Regions from separate parts of the Mus musculus genome. Here all the other regions are linked to region 5. The links are chromatin contacts, called in public Micro-C, promoter capture Hi-C and targeted proximity ligation maps. All regions are on one chromosome and are shown on one strand. The core of a region is the stretch at or near the end of the contact, and the rest is flanking DNA. Distances in the headings are between cores, read along the strand shown.

Region 1 (2,700 bases), core at 98-2,597, 390 kb after region 5:
GACCTAGAGAGAGGCCCTAAAACCCTGGTTAAGGTGACCTTTATGGGGTAAGTCCAGGTCCTTTGGTTTTGTTCTTACACACCAGCCACTGATGCCCTGTCCCCTCTGCAGCTGGCAGCCACCTGCAATGTGGAGCAGTCCTTCTTCAATGACTGGTTCAGCGGGCACCTCAATTTCCAGATTGAGCACCAGTGAGTACAGCCCAGCAATGTTGGGGGTGTGGGGGGAAGAGGGGAGACAAGGAGCGGGAGGGCAGTGGCCACTAACCCACAGGCCAAGGGTGCCATGAGGTTTATCTTCTCTTCTTGGCAAAACCACCACCACCCCACCCTAGAGCACAGCTGGGCAGGAGAGGGGCTCTGGGATCAGCGTGCCCTGGAGGCATTGCTGTCCAGGCTCTGTGCCACATGGGCCATCCTGGGGACTGCACTCCTTCACGTGTGGCCTCTTTGCAGATATAGAAAGCTTACAAGACTATCCTGCAGACCTATAAGGGGCCTGGTTATTGGCTGGGAAACTGAGGACCAGCTAGATAGCATATCTGGTACACAGGGGCCCAAAGGGTCCCTGCTGCCTGCTGCCTCTTCCTGTATCTCTCATCTTTTCTTATTCTTCTCATCTTCCATCCGTTTCTTTCATTTCCTTTTTTTTTTTTTTTTGGCTTAGTGTTGAACTTACATAGGTCTTCTGCCTTGGCCTCCCACATGATGAGGCCAGGGGCGTGAGCCCTGATACCCTTTTTCTTTTTGTTTTTTAACATAAGACTCTTGTGTTTGGCTGTTCAATTCGGCTTTCTGCAGTGCCCCTGTTCATAAATTGCCCCTCTACACACCACCAGTAACATCTTCAGGCAGTTGGCAGGAGCCACAGTCTAGTCCTGGTTTAAGATAGGACCTCAGCCCTGCCTGCCTCCCTGGGTTGGAGAGGAGGTGGAGAACATGGGTCTTGGGTTGCACTCACTCTGCCCACCTGCTCCCCCAGCCTCTTCCCCACTATGCCACGTCACAACCTGCACAAGATTGCCCCACTGGTGAAGTCTCTCTGCGCCAAGCATGGCATTGAATACCAGGAGAAGCCGTTGCTGAGGGCCCTGATCGACATTGTGAGGTGAGGGGTGAGCTCCACAAGGGCTGAAGCTCTGGAGCACTGGAAGGGGCCAGAGATGAGGTGGGGCTGAGGAGGTGAGAGGCACATGGCTGGCCTTACTCACAGTAGGGACTCTAGCTCACAGTGGGGATTCCTGTCTACCCAGGGCTAGAAGAGGACCTCCCCTCTCTCCTTTCCCAGGGGTTTCTCTGGGGTGTATTAGTCAGTAGCCCACAGCTCCTGTGGTATCCTGTGGTAAGTGGTGAGCCCTAGTCAGTAGCTGAGAGGAAGCACCTGCCGCCCCAACATGACTTCCCACAAGTCTCACTGCCTGGAGGCCGAGGTTCCTTCCATCTGGTTCCTGAGCCCTGCCCCCCTCTCTCTATTTGCAGTTCACTGAAGAAGTCTGGGGAGCTGTGGCTGGATGCTTACCTCCATAAATGAAGCTGCCGTCCTCCGGGCACCCTCGGGAAAGGGGCACTGTTGGGTGACAGCCAGAGGGAGGGGAGGGCTTTTGTTCTGAAGGGTTCTCATGAGACTGAAGTGTCTGCTGCCTCACATTCCCCGGGCTTGCATCCTTTCTTGTTATTCCTCTTCCCTCACCCCTACCTACTCCATTCTCATGGAGTTCCCCCTTTGTCAGCCCTGACCCCATCCCCTCTGCCTCCCAGTCCCTTCTCCCAGAGAGCCGGAGAGGTGGTTGTCTCAGGTGGTTACGCGTCTGCCTTTAACTTCTGCACCTAAAGATTCCTGGTATGAGATTCTGCTCCTGGCAGCCTAGTCCCCACCCCCTTCTGTCCCACAGACACTCTGGGGGCCTGTGGAACAGGAGTCCAGGACTTGGCTCTACACTCCCTGTCAGCATTATGGTGTAGTCATTTGGGTGAAGACATGCTTCGTTCTGAGTGTCTTTCCCATGGCTGGGATTGGTACTTGAGGCTTCTTTCCAGCTGCCAAGGACCACCTTAGACTTTGAGGACCAAGGAAAAGTTCTCTCATGCCCACCATCACAACTCCAGACCATAGGGTTTGTACAGGTTCTATTTCATCATCTACCCAACTCCAGAAACCAAAGGGAGTGTTCCTTGTGCGGGCTCAGGAGAGGCAGTAGCCAGGTTGAAGGAGGGACTGACCAGCCTGGAACTTTAACCTCTCCCACTACAGTCAGGTGCTTCTGAGTTAAAAGGCCCAAGATTCTAGAAGGATCAGATCTTTTTCCAGATCCTCTGGCCAGTTCCAGATGCTTGGTCTAGAGAATGTGGACCTTGCAGGAGAGCCCCTGAGCAGCTCTCCCCAGGATAGAGCTGCCAATCTAGCCAGCACTTGGCTTCTTTTTGGCTCATCCCTGTCTTTACAGATGTTTGTTTGCTTGTTTGTTTTAGCTGTTGTGTTAACATTTCCTACAGAATTCTTCTTAATAGGAGAGTAGCAGAGGGCTGGCTGGGTCTTAGGACAATCCATCTTTACTAGATGTCCCTTGCCCTTCAGGTAGAGCTAGGCTTCGCCTTCAAGGCCACAGTATACGCTGTGGCTTGAGGTTGCTGCTATCAGAAAGGCAGGAAAAACAGGGTAGGGTGTGAGGTCTCAGGAGGGCTGTTGGGGGTACCCAGTGAG
Region 2 (2,700 bases), core at 17-2,516, 420 kb after region 5:
CTGCTGCCACCAAGTTCTTCCACTAGAGAATCATTCCCTCCAGTCTTAAAGACCTTCCGGGTACCCAATGTGACTAACCTACAATTTTGGATAGTCGAGGGCAGAGCACCATGGCCTCAACCTTTGTCCATGGAGTGGGACTGAAGGAGGAAGGGTCTGGGAAATTGCTTCACCACTGGGCTCTAGCCAGATAGTCCTTCAGGCCAGTTCCATCCCTTCTTGTCTAGACACGGACTGAGAATGGGAAGCCAGAGTCCCCAGGGGCTAGTCGGTGACTGGGGTGACTGTGCTTCCCGTGGAGGCCCACCCAGCCTGGCAAAGTCTTCCCACGTGTAGCTGCCAGCCCAGCAGAGGTGAGTCACTGGCCCTCAGAACAGTCTACACAAGTGCTGGATAAGCCACAGACCTCCAGGCCCTGCCCAAGCTCTGCTGCCCAGCCCCCAGTTTCTGATGGCACGTCCCTATCGCTAGGGACCCAGCCCTGCCCCAGGCTCTTGGAAGCACCAGAAAATAGTCTGTGACACTCAGAGCAGAAAAGAAACCCTCAGTACAACAGTGAGGGTACTTACCTGGGGCAGAATCTGCCCCTCACGGCACACCCACCTCTGGGGGCCCATTCTTCCCTGAGATCTATTTATTCCACAGACTGACCCAAACAGCCCATCCTCCGTGAAAGAAAGAGACCTCCTTCCCTCAGGCTCCATCTCAACTCTGGAGCCAGGGAAGGGGTCAAAGGTCAGAAAGAGCAAAAAGGATGCTAAGGTCCGCAGGTGGAATGAGACGCCAAGCCTATGAACAACGTCTCCCTCTCCACCGCTAGTGCCAGGCTCCACCCCGCCGGCTGTGGGTTAGCTTACCGTGGCGTCCTCCGCACCGTGGTGGCCGATGAGGCGGCTACCCCCTGGGTGCCGCTGTGCCCAGCGGCTGATGTCGTAGACACGGCGCTCGATGACCAGCCACTTGTCGCCTGGTAGGTCATGCTGGCGGATCTGCTCCCAGCGGAAGATGGGTAGGGGCGCCCCCAGCGGTGCGGGCCCCTCCCGCGGCCCGGGTCCCCCTCCGGGCTCCCCGACACCGCCCATTGCCGCTGTACACAAGTCCTCCGGACCCCGGTACGTGACCAAGGTCTAAGAGAGACACTGAGGGAGGCGAGGTGGCAATCAGGGGTCTTCCTCCGCCCGCCCCACCGGCCCCGCCCTGCCGCTGCGGCCGCCGTAAGAGCGTGCGCCTGCCCGGCTCTCCGCGCAGGGAACTTTTCCCTCCCTTATAACCGCGCTGACAGCGCTCGCCTCGCCCGCCCCTCGTCCCGGCCCCCGCGCTGGCCAGTCCCGCTCTCGCTCCAATCCAGGCGCGGCGCCTCCACATCTATTGGCTGCCCGGGGAGGGCGGTGTCGCGAAGGGGCTTGCCCCACCCTCGAGGGCCTGGGGCCACCACGCCCGGCACTGCCCCCGGGGCACTGCCCCCCCCCCCCCCCAGTTTCTCGGACTCTCGGCTCAACTGAGAAGGCGGGGGATGGGGACCCAGCGCGCACGGGAGTCCTGCAGGCCGCTGCGCCCAGGCACACCCGCAGGGGCCCGAAATGAGCCCAAGTCTGAGCCCTGAAAGGCTGAGAAATGTAGTTAGGGACGTCACCGGTCTTTAACCAGGCATCCCAGGTAGCTAGAAATGAGGACACTACCTTGGGGTGACTGTCAACAGCCACCAAACAATGGACCTCATCCCCCAGTAAACCCTCAATATCCACGCGAGGAAGCCATCTAAAGCAATCTGCAGGAGCAGATGGCCTCTCCTCCTGGCTGTACGCAGGATTGGGGATGCCCAGGTTGGCCACTGGAGGAGGAGCAGAGGACACTGCTGCGTGGAGGTCTGCCGTTCAGGAGATGAAAGAATGGTCCAGTCTGCAATGGGTGGCTTGCTTGTCACCACCTCCCAGTTCTCCCCATTCATGGTGTCACATTTTTGACTTATTAAATTCAAATCCTCTTGAGAGTGTAACTACGTTCCCAATTGTACGATGTTTCTTTGAGACAGACATCAGTTCCTTAAAAGTTAAAAGCTTTCACAACTGGCAAACTTGAAGGTCCATCAGAATTTCCTTGAGGGCTAGTTAAAACAGACTCCCGCACACCACCCTAGTGTGACTCAGGGCAGAAAGGTGAGGCAGACCTGTTTGTTGGGAGCAAATCTTTTCAGAACCTTAAAGTGTATTTTTTCCAATGTGCAAACATTTCCTCTTGGTCTACCTAAGGATTTGTAGGTGACCTGACCTCTAAGGCACCCCTGTGGATAACAAAACCAACCTGTGTTTCTTGCCTACAAAAAACCAGTATATGCATGTAACCTTCACATATCCCCTCATACACTTTAAGTCAGCTCTGAATTCTTAATAATGTCTAATGTGATGTAAATGCTCTATAAATAATTGTTCACTGCATTGTTTAGGGAACAATAAGACTAAAAAAGGCTGAAAGCATTCACTCCAGATGCAACTATTACAGGCCTAAATACACAGGACAAGGAGGAAAGCAGAGGCGAGCAATACTCTAAAGAATGTTGGTTAGATACCTGGGACCTGTGAGATGAGGAGAGGTGACATCAGGGGCAGCCTACGTACACACTGCCTCCATGGAGAGTGAGGAGGGTGTCACAGTCCAGTCTTACATTTGGGAAACTTCCAGAATTCTTTTCTGAACATGTCC
Region 3 (2,700 bases), core at 86-2,585, 460 kb after region 5:
CGTGAGACCCACAAGCTGGAAGGAGAGAACCAACTCCTGAAAGTTGTCCTCTGACCTCCGAATGTGTACTGTGGTATTCAAGCACACACACACACACACACACACACACACACACACACACCAATAAGTAAACAAAACTAAAAAAAAAAAAATGAAATGCAGATTATGACTGAGGAGGTCTGGGGTGGAAGCCTCAGATCCTTGCATCTCTAACAATCTGTTGTATAGTGTGTGTGTGTGTGTGCTCAGGGGCCTCAGTGTGTGTGTGTGTGTGTTGTATAGTGTGTGTGCGTGCTAAGGGGCCTCAGTGTAAGAGTCCATGTTCTAAGAGGAAATAGACAGGCAAAGCAATTCACTGAGGCTGAGGAGCCCACAGAGAAAAAGGCTTTTGCTGCTTGATATCCCCCAAGGAACTTGGACTATGTAGTAGGTCTTTGTATCAAGAATTCAGTCAACTGTGGCTCACCAGTTAAGAGCAATGGCTCTTCTTCCGGAGGACCTGACTTTGATCTCCAGCACCCACATGTTGACTCACAACCATCTGAAACTCAAGTCTCAAGGGATACTGTGCCCTCTTCTGGCTGCATCAGGTACCAGGCATGCATATGTTATACAGATAAACACCTATACACATAAGACCAAAAACTAAATACATACATACATACATACATACATACATACATACAAACAAATAAATTCACTGAACAGATGGGGATTTGGTGAGAGGTAAGGGTAGGGTCAGGTCCTCACCTGGCTGGTAGCTGCAGGGTGGAGTCCATGAAGCACCACACGACTAGAGATCCTAGCTTTCCCCCAGGTTGTGCTGAGTTCTCACCATGTGTCTCTTTCTGGGTTGGTTCTGGTCTATTCTGTATTATTTCATTGCTATCTGTGGGATATGGCTTGGTGGTGCTGGGACTTGTCTCCCAGCCTTTCCCTGTCTCACCTTATCCCTGTTGCCCCTCTGAAAAGGTCAGAGGTTATTATGCCAGTCTCCCAGAGCTTTAGCAATGAGAGCTGCTTCGTGTCAGGAAAGAGGTATTGACTGTCTTCCTTCCTGTCCCTGGAGTGGCACTATATGTCCTCTGCCTCCCTGTCCAGCTGTGTTAATCCACCTCTTGGTTTCTTCCCTGTTTATTCTGTGATTGGCCCAGAGGAGGAGAGTGGGCTAGCAGGCACCCTATGCAGAACCTGGAGACAGCAGCCAGGTCTGCCAGGCCCAGCCCAGGGCCTACTGCTTACTGCCCTCTGCCAAGTCTGGTCCTCTTCTACCTGCCTGGCAAAGGTCAGGCCCTCTGTGATGCTCTTGTTGCCATGGCGATCTTAGATGAGGAGGCTGTAATGTTCTGGGTCCAGAACCTTCACCCATCAGCCCTATGTGCTCTGCTTGCTCCCTGACATGACTCTCTACCAGAGGGCTAGAGAGCATGGGCTCTGCTACCATCAAAGTCTTCTCTGCACACCCTTCATTCCTCAGACCTCCCTTCAAACCCTACAGAAACCCTAACAGGTAAGCCTCAGGCCCCAGGTAACCCTCCTCCAGGGCAGAGGTCATGGTTCGTGGTAGAAAGGGCCCAGGACCCAAACTTAGAAGACTTTAGGTCCCGGGTCCTAGTCCTGGTTCATTGGTAGTGATGTGGCCTTGGCCAAAAGGTCTGCCTTGAGCACCAGTGTCACCTGAGTGTTTTACACTCAACAGTCCCTCGGCAATGCCTCAGTGACTTGCCGTGGGCTGTTCTTATGTGCTTACATCTTCTCGGCTCAGTGAGCTTCTACTCCTGCTTCAAACACCAACTCCAGAGCTCCCACTCTGTAGGCTTCCCTGGCCTCTCAGACACTCTCACTCCCATTCTCTGCTGGAGGTTTTAAATATTTTTTTTTAGAGTCTCTCAACTCTTGTCTTCTTAGAGGCAGGAGTTAGAACAGATTCTACCCTGGTATCAGAGATGTTTTGTTGAATAACTTCTTGTGGGATGGAAAGGGAGAGTGGTCTTGGCTGCGCTGGGCACTCTCCTTGTAGGAGGTTATTCTGGGGTCCTGTATCCAGGTATGTCTTGGGCTTTACTGTATACCTGAGGCCTGTCTGGTTGACTGGAGACACATTTGTGTTTGAGGCCCGTGGGACACCATGTCTTATGTTTGAATGTGCTTAGAGTTGTGTGGGTCTAGGAGCAGATTGTTCACAGTGTCTCTGGAGACATCTTGAGACTGGAAGAAGCAGAGAGCAGCACTAGCAAGTGAAGAACTGGTTAACGGTGAAGAACTGGGCTTCACAGAAAACCAAAGAAGTTCTCCAGCACTTCCCAGCTCTTCTAAAATACTATGTAGCTACTGGTAATGGTCAAGGAGATAACGGCGACTTCCAAAGACAACTTTGATGATCACTGACACCTGAACAACTGGACTAGGCTTCCCTGGCAAGAACTAAGTCAATGGTGACCTCTAGTGACCAACATAAGGGATGCAGGAGTCCATTAAGGCAGTGTTTAAGGCAGTGTTTACAGGTGTTTTGTTTTGAACTACTCTGCTAGAAACATATTCAACTTTAATTAAATATATATTTATTGGACTGGGATTTATCTCAGTGGGAGGAGTTCTTGCCTGGTGTGCATGAAACCCTGCACTGGATCCCCAGCACTTATCTGTTGGATATGGTGGCTCACATCTGTAATCTCAGCTCTCAGGAAGTACAGAGAGAAG
Region 4 (2,700 bases), core at 97-2,596, 360 kb after region 5:
CCAGGTACTTCCTTTGGACCAGTGTCATGTGGAGCTAGGGAGCCCAAAGTCTTGAAAGGGTCATGGAAGAGGCCAAACAGGGCCACTAGCTAAGCATGTATGTCTTGACCATTTTATCTCTCTTACCCTCAGACTCTTCATTTTGAAGTTAGCTATAACAATATCATAGGATTGTGGTGAGACTTTAGCGAATAGGGCCTTTCTTCCTACTATACTCCCTTGGTATCAGTGTCTCTCTTGCCTGCAAGTGGTGTACTACTGTCAAATCAATCGCGGGCTTTTATTGCTTTCATGTTTCCCAACCAGGCTTGTGAACTCTTTCTCAGTCGAAGACAAGAAAGGTGTCCAGTTTATCCTGGCACCCTCCCCAGAAGCCACTCCCGCGGCACTTAGCACGAGGAAGAAAGCAGAGATTCCACCGTTCTTTTCCAAGATGACCAAGTTGAAAGGATTCAGAGCCCTGGTTAAACAGAGACCCACTCCTGGCTCCTTTCTCTAGGAAGGTTTCAGGAAAGCAATAAACAATATGGATCTCTTAGACAATGTGAGATACAGGAGACTTGAGTCCCATCTAGCCAGGCAGAAATATCACCTAGTCATGACAGCCCAGGAGGGGGCCTTGTTTAGCCGGAGGCCGAGCGTTGTTCACCATAACCGCTGCGCCTCCTTTGTGCGAGCATCAGGTGCAAATCCCCGGCCGAGCGCGTTGGCGCTCTGAAGCGCGCAAAGAAAAGCCCAGCTGCCGCCCCCGCCCCCCCCCCCGCCCCCCGCTCTCCCCTCCCAGCTTCTCAGAGATCTACTCCCGCTTCCCCGGCTCCAGGCAGCGAAGGGAGGAGGAGGAGGTCAGACACGTCGCCGACCGCCCAGCAGGGCTTAACTCCATGCGGGCGGGCGCGAGGGAGGGGGAAGCCGCGGACCCGCCGCTCCAGCCCGCTGGCCTTCGAAAGATCCTCCTGGGCCAATGGCAGGCGGGGCGACGAGCCCTGATTGGTGCAGGCGCTCTGCTGATCACTGTGGAAACCCGGGTGGCGGGGAACTCGGGAGGATGCGGAGCCGGGAACGGGGGGAGCCAGAGGGGTGGGGGGAGGAGGCAGCGAGGCCCTGAGCTATCCTGGAGTTTTCACCGGAGGCAAAAGTCCACAGCAGGCGGGCCTAGGGTGGGCGGAGGAAGGGGACCGCTTGGGGGCACTGGGAAGCCAGGGGTACTCCTGAGGGAAGGCAGGGGTACTGGCTAGCTAGTGAAGGCGAGGAGGAGCGAAAGCGAGGGGAGGAGGCACGGTGGGAGGAGGAGTAGAAGACAAAAGCCGAAAGCGAGGAGGGCGCCGACCGCACACTGCGGCCAGGAGAGGGACCGTCGGTGTTGCGAGCCGCGGGCGCCCGGAGGCCGTAGCGCACGGGGCATCCGGGTAGACTGGCAGCATGGGGAAGGGAGGTAACCAGGGAGAGGGGAGCACCGAGCGCCAGGCTCCGATGCCCACCTTCCGTTGGGAGGAGATTCAGAAGCACAACCTGCGCACCGACCGGTGGCTCGTCATCGACCGCAAGGTCTACAACGTTACCAAATGGTCCCAGCGGCACCCGGGGGGCCACCGTGTCATCGGACACTATTCGGGAGAAGATGCTACGGTAAGAGTCTGGGGGTGCCAGCCACTCTTGTCTGCTGCAGGCTGGTGTCAGGAGCCCGGGGTCCCTGGGCGCCAAACAGATCCCCGGTTCTTAAAGGAGCGCAGGACGTTCAGCAGGGAAAGAAAGTGTACCAACTGCCCTCACCTCCCTCCTGGAATCGTTCTCCTCTGGGTCAACTGGGCAGACTTTGGCCGAGCCTTTTGGACGCCAGGCCTTAGCACCTCTGTGGAAGTCCCATCAGTGGTAAACTGTGCCCGGTGCATGTTCACAGCGCATACTGCGCGCTGTTCCAGCCGGAGCCTGGGACTCTCCAAAGGGGGCGCTCCAGCCTTCGTGTTCGGCGCTCCCCAAGTGGAAGATGGCCACCCTTGGGCGCCGGGGAGAGGAGCCTGAGAGCGGGCAGCCATATGTGGGACTCTCCTGCCAGACCAGGGGGCGGAGAAGGAAAGCTGGTTCCTGGCCAGGACTCGCTCCTGCTTGGACTCCTGTCTAAGAAGGTCCACAATGGCTGCCCGACAGAGACTTCCTAGTAGTTCAGATTCCCACGCTCCCGAGGATTATCCCGACTCACTCCAAGTGCCAGCCTTCTGGGAAATCCTGGTGGGGAATTGGTGGAAGGCGAACGGGCTGGATTTTGCAAAATTCAGGTCCGCAGGGGATCTAGAAGGTGAATCTAAGACTGGCTTGGCAACAGGTCCATCTGCCTCTGGGGTTACTATCGGACATTCAACTCAATGGCCCTCTGTTTTTAGATCCTGCCAGGATCACCCTTCCCCTCTTGCACTCATGGAGGTTGTTGAAGTCTCTGAGACCTCTGTGGAACGGAGGCTATCCTATATTGCACAGTACCCCATACCGTGCCTGGCCCCACCCCCAACCATAAAGTGATTGTGTAGTCAGGTGGGTAAGAGGAGAAACAAAGTCAAAGAGGAAAGCCAGACCTTTCTTGGCACCTTTCTTGGTGGGCTGAAAGCAGAGGAAAAGATGTAGCTGGAGAGAGCTTGGGAAAGACGAGTGGGAGGAGGCTGAGAAGAGGGATAAACTTATCAGACCGCACTCCACATCAAAGTCCAG
Region 5 (2,700 bases), core at 137-2,636:
CCACACCCCTGGGCTTTTGCTGTGTTGTTTCTCCAGGCTGGCTGATCAGCTGGGATTATAGAGGTAAACCAATGTGTCCTCCTTCCACTGTCCTAATTTCAAACTTCCATGGCAGTATGGATGGATTGGAGGACACTAAGTTCTGACAGCTAGGTCCTAGAGAAGGTGGGAGTGGGGCAGGGAGGAGAAAGTGGTCTGTTGACTGAGCGCTCACGGTACAACCTCTTGTCCCTTGTATAACCCTCAAGCAGGTTTTTCTAATCTCAGGAGGCCGCTTTCCTCCTCATTTCTGTGGGATTAATAATTCCTTTCTTAGTTTTTGCATTGTGAGTCAGAGACTCTGTTGAGGAAAAACTCGCTGGAGGGGTGGGTGGAATGCTGTGTTTTCTTTTACTGGGAAGGTGTATGCTTAGGAGTTGGGTTCTTGAGTCACACTGCCTGGCTTCAAACGCCAGCTTTTCTGGTCAACCAAAGCTTAATGTCTTTGAGCCTTGCTCAATGCCTCTTTTTTAAAGTATGGGAAGTAGCTTTTGGCAAAGTGACAGACACGTGGAGCTCTGGCAGAGAGAAAAGGGAGGAGGCTAGTGAGAGCAGCCGAGTCATAGAACCAAGATGATTGTTGTCGGTGCCACTCAAAGGTAGGCGCTTGTCCCAGTCCTCTGCCCACCATGGCCACACATAGACCTTGGGTGTTCTCGGAGGGGCTTGGGTATGAGCGGGTGCTAGAGCACCAGCAATGGGCGGAATCCGGGGAGGGCGGAGCCAAGCATAGTCCCACAAATCCTCAGATCTAAAAAAGACCAGAACATAACATTGTTCCGAGTTACTATCCTGAAGTGACCCCAACTGGGAGACTGGCCGCACGCCGCTGGACGTCGGGGGTGGAGGGGTAAAGTAAGTGACTTCGCCTTCAGGTACTACTCCAGTATCCCTCCTCCCTTTTTTCAGTCCCAGGTTTCTTCCTTCTGGACCCATTTTCCCTGAAGCACACACAGCTACACCAACCAAATGGCCTGCTGCGGCAAGTTTAGACAGCGTCGGACGTCGGGGCTCAGCGCTAACTAGCCCTGTGCCGGGTTTGCGCTCAGCCGCCGCCTGGGCTCAGGCTGGCTCACGGATAGGCTAGCTATCCAGGGACCAGCTTCAGCTTCAGGACCCTTCTCACGGTCCTCCTTGGCCCCGCCCCACCCCGCCCTCCCTTTGCCTATTGGCAGCCGCACGCGCGTCGGGGGTTGCCAGGGCGACGGGTCGCTAAGCTGCAAGTCAGCTCGAACTCCAGCCAGTCGGCCTCCGGCGGAGGCAGCGGGGGAGGCCGAAGGGCGGGTGGCCGAACGCGGTGCGGGGCGGCGGGGCCCAGGCGGGCGCCTCCTCTCGGCTCGGCACGGCCCCCCTCCCGGCACACAGGCAGGCCGGGGCGGGGGGCCCCCGAGGCCGGAGCGGCCCGGGCCCCGTCGGGGCGGCCAGGGCGTGGCGATGCCGGGTGGTGGCAGCGGCGTCCCGGGCCGGGGCCCGTGACCATGGGCATCGCAGAGTCCACGCCGGACGAGCTGCCGTCGGACGCCGAGGAGCAGCTGCGCAGCGGCGAGCAGCAGCTGGAGCTGAGCGGGCGGCGGTTGCGGCGGCTGCCTAGCGCCGTGTGCGCATTGAGCCGCTTGCAGAAGCTGTATGTGAGCGGCACCGGGCTGCGCGAGCTTCCCGAGGAGATCGAGGAGCTGCGCGAGCTGCGCATCCTGGCGCTCGACTTCAACAAGCTGGAGCGCCTGCCCGACGGCCTGTGTCGCCTACCGCGCCTCACGCGCCTCTACCTGGGCGGCAACCGTCTGCTGGCGCTGCCACCCGACTTTGCGCAGCTGCAGAGCCTGCGCTGCCTCTGGATCGAAGGCAACTTCCTGCGGCGCTTTCCGCGGCCGTTGTTGCGCCTGGTGGCGCTGCAATCGCTGCAGATGGGCGACAACCGGCTGCGCGCGCTGCCCGCCGAGCTGCCGCGCATGACCGGCTTGCGTGGCCTCTGGCTCTACGGCAATCGCTTCGAAGAGTTCCCGCCCGCGCTGTTGCGCATGGGCCGGCTGCACATCCTAGACCTCGACCGCAACCGCCTGGGCGGCTTCCCCGACCTGCACCCGCTTCGTGCGCTCCGAGTTTTCTCCTACGACCACAACCCAGTCACTGGACCCCCGCGGGTGGCAGACACCGTTTTCCTAGTGGGCGAGGGAGCCGTCGAGCGCATGGCTGAGCGCGACGAACCCATTCCGCGGCAGCCAGCCCGGCGTCCAACCCGGGCCTTTGATGATGAGGAGGAAGAAGACCTACTCATAGGAGGCGCAGGACCCAGGGCTCTGGGGCCCACCAGGGACAGCCTCCGAGCCTTGGAAGCTCCTCCAGGATTGGGCACCTGAGCCTCTTCCCTGAGTGATGGGTTGGCTACTCTGGAAGAAGGGACTCTGCGAGGTTGTGGTTGTTTGGATATACGGTGTTGCTGGGCCTCTTACTTGGGGCAGTGAAGGAGCATCATTGAATGAGCTGCCCGGCACAGGCAGGCCTGAGGCCATCTTCAGACAGTACTAGGCAGTAAGAAAGAGTCCCTGGGCTGACCTCTGGGCAGTTTTCAGACCAAGAAGTCTGGGATAGAGCCACTGATGGCACGACAGATGAACCGGTTCTCACCTGGAACCAGGGCCATCACTTATCCGTAGAATCATC

What was found. Promoter capture Hi-C pulls out the DNA fragments that hold promoters and counts their contacts. A called contact is a pair of places that touch in the nucleus more often than the background predicts.
Region 1: a contact with region 5 is called in a promoter capture Hi-C map of pre-B cells, with 2.5 times the contacts expected there. A contact is called at or near these places in 3 of 39 promoter capture datasets (the SN4741 cell line, embryonic stem cells and pre-B cells), 1 of 484 Hi-C or Micro-C datasets (bone marrow-derived macrophages) and 2 of 130 datasets of targeted methods (large pre-B cells and pancreatic cancer cells).
Region 2: a targeted proximity ligation map of pancreatic cancer cells shows a contact between it and region 5. A contact is called at or near these places in 3 of 39 promoter capture datasets (embryonic stem cells, liver and stem cell-derived epiblast-like cells), 1 of 130 datasets of targeted methods (pancreatic cancer cells) and 1 of 9 other capture datasets (adipose tissue).
Region 3: a contact with region 5 is called in a promoter capture Hi-C map of embryonic stem cells, with 8 read pairs. A contact is called at or near these places in 1 of 39 promoter capture datasets (embryonic stem cells), 1 of 484 Hi-C or Micro-C datasets (the G1E-ER4 cell line) and 1 of 130 datasets of targeted methods (pancreatic cancer cells).
Region 4: a Micro-C map of embryonic stem cells shows a contact between it and region 5, with 6 times the contacts expected there. A contact is called at or near these places in 3 of 39 promoter capture datasets (all in embryonic stem cells) and 1 of 484 Hi-C or Micro-C datasets (embryonic stem cells).

What each region holds. Positions count from the first base shown.
Region 1 is chr19:10,063,093-10,065,792 of GRCm38.p6, reverse strand. It overlaps Fads2 (fatty acid desaturase 2), which reads left to right. Exons shown (of 12, transcript NM_019699.2): 10 at 112-191; 11 at 982-1,107; 12 at 1,479-2,700. The coding sequence ends at 1,530. Among named protein-coding and RNA genes, the nearest start is that of Gm29917, 17 kb to the right of the region's middle.
Region 2 is chr19:10,040,114-10,042,813 of GRCm38.p6, reverse strand. It overlaps Fads3 (fatty acid desaturase 3), which reads right to left and starts at 1,266. Exons shown (of 12, transcript NM_021890.3): 1 at 858-1,266. The coding sequence starts at 1,082.
Region 3 is chr19:10,000,268-10,002,967 of GRCm38.p6, reverse strand. Best1 (bestrophin 1) reads left to right here and starts at 1,335. Exons shown (of 12, transcript NM_011913.2): 1 at 1,335-1,510. It also overlaps a transcript of Rab3il1 not described here.
Region 4 is chr19:10,100,149-10,102,848 of GRCm38.p6, reverse strand. Fads2 (fatty acid desaturase 2) reads left to right here and starts at 1,346. Exons shown (of 12, transcript NM_019699.2): 1 at 1,346-1,626. The coding sequence starts at 1,420.
Region 5 is chr19:10,456,133-10,458,832 of GRCm38.p6, reverse strand. It overlaps Lrrc10b (leucine rich repeat containing 10B), which reads left to right and starts at 1,386. Exons shown (of 1, transcript NM_001111140.2): 1 at 1,386-2,700. The coding sequence starts at 1,518. The coding sequence ends at 2,396.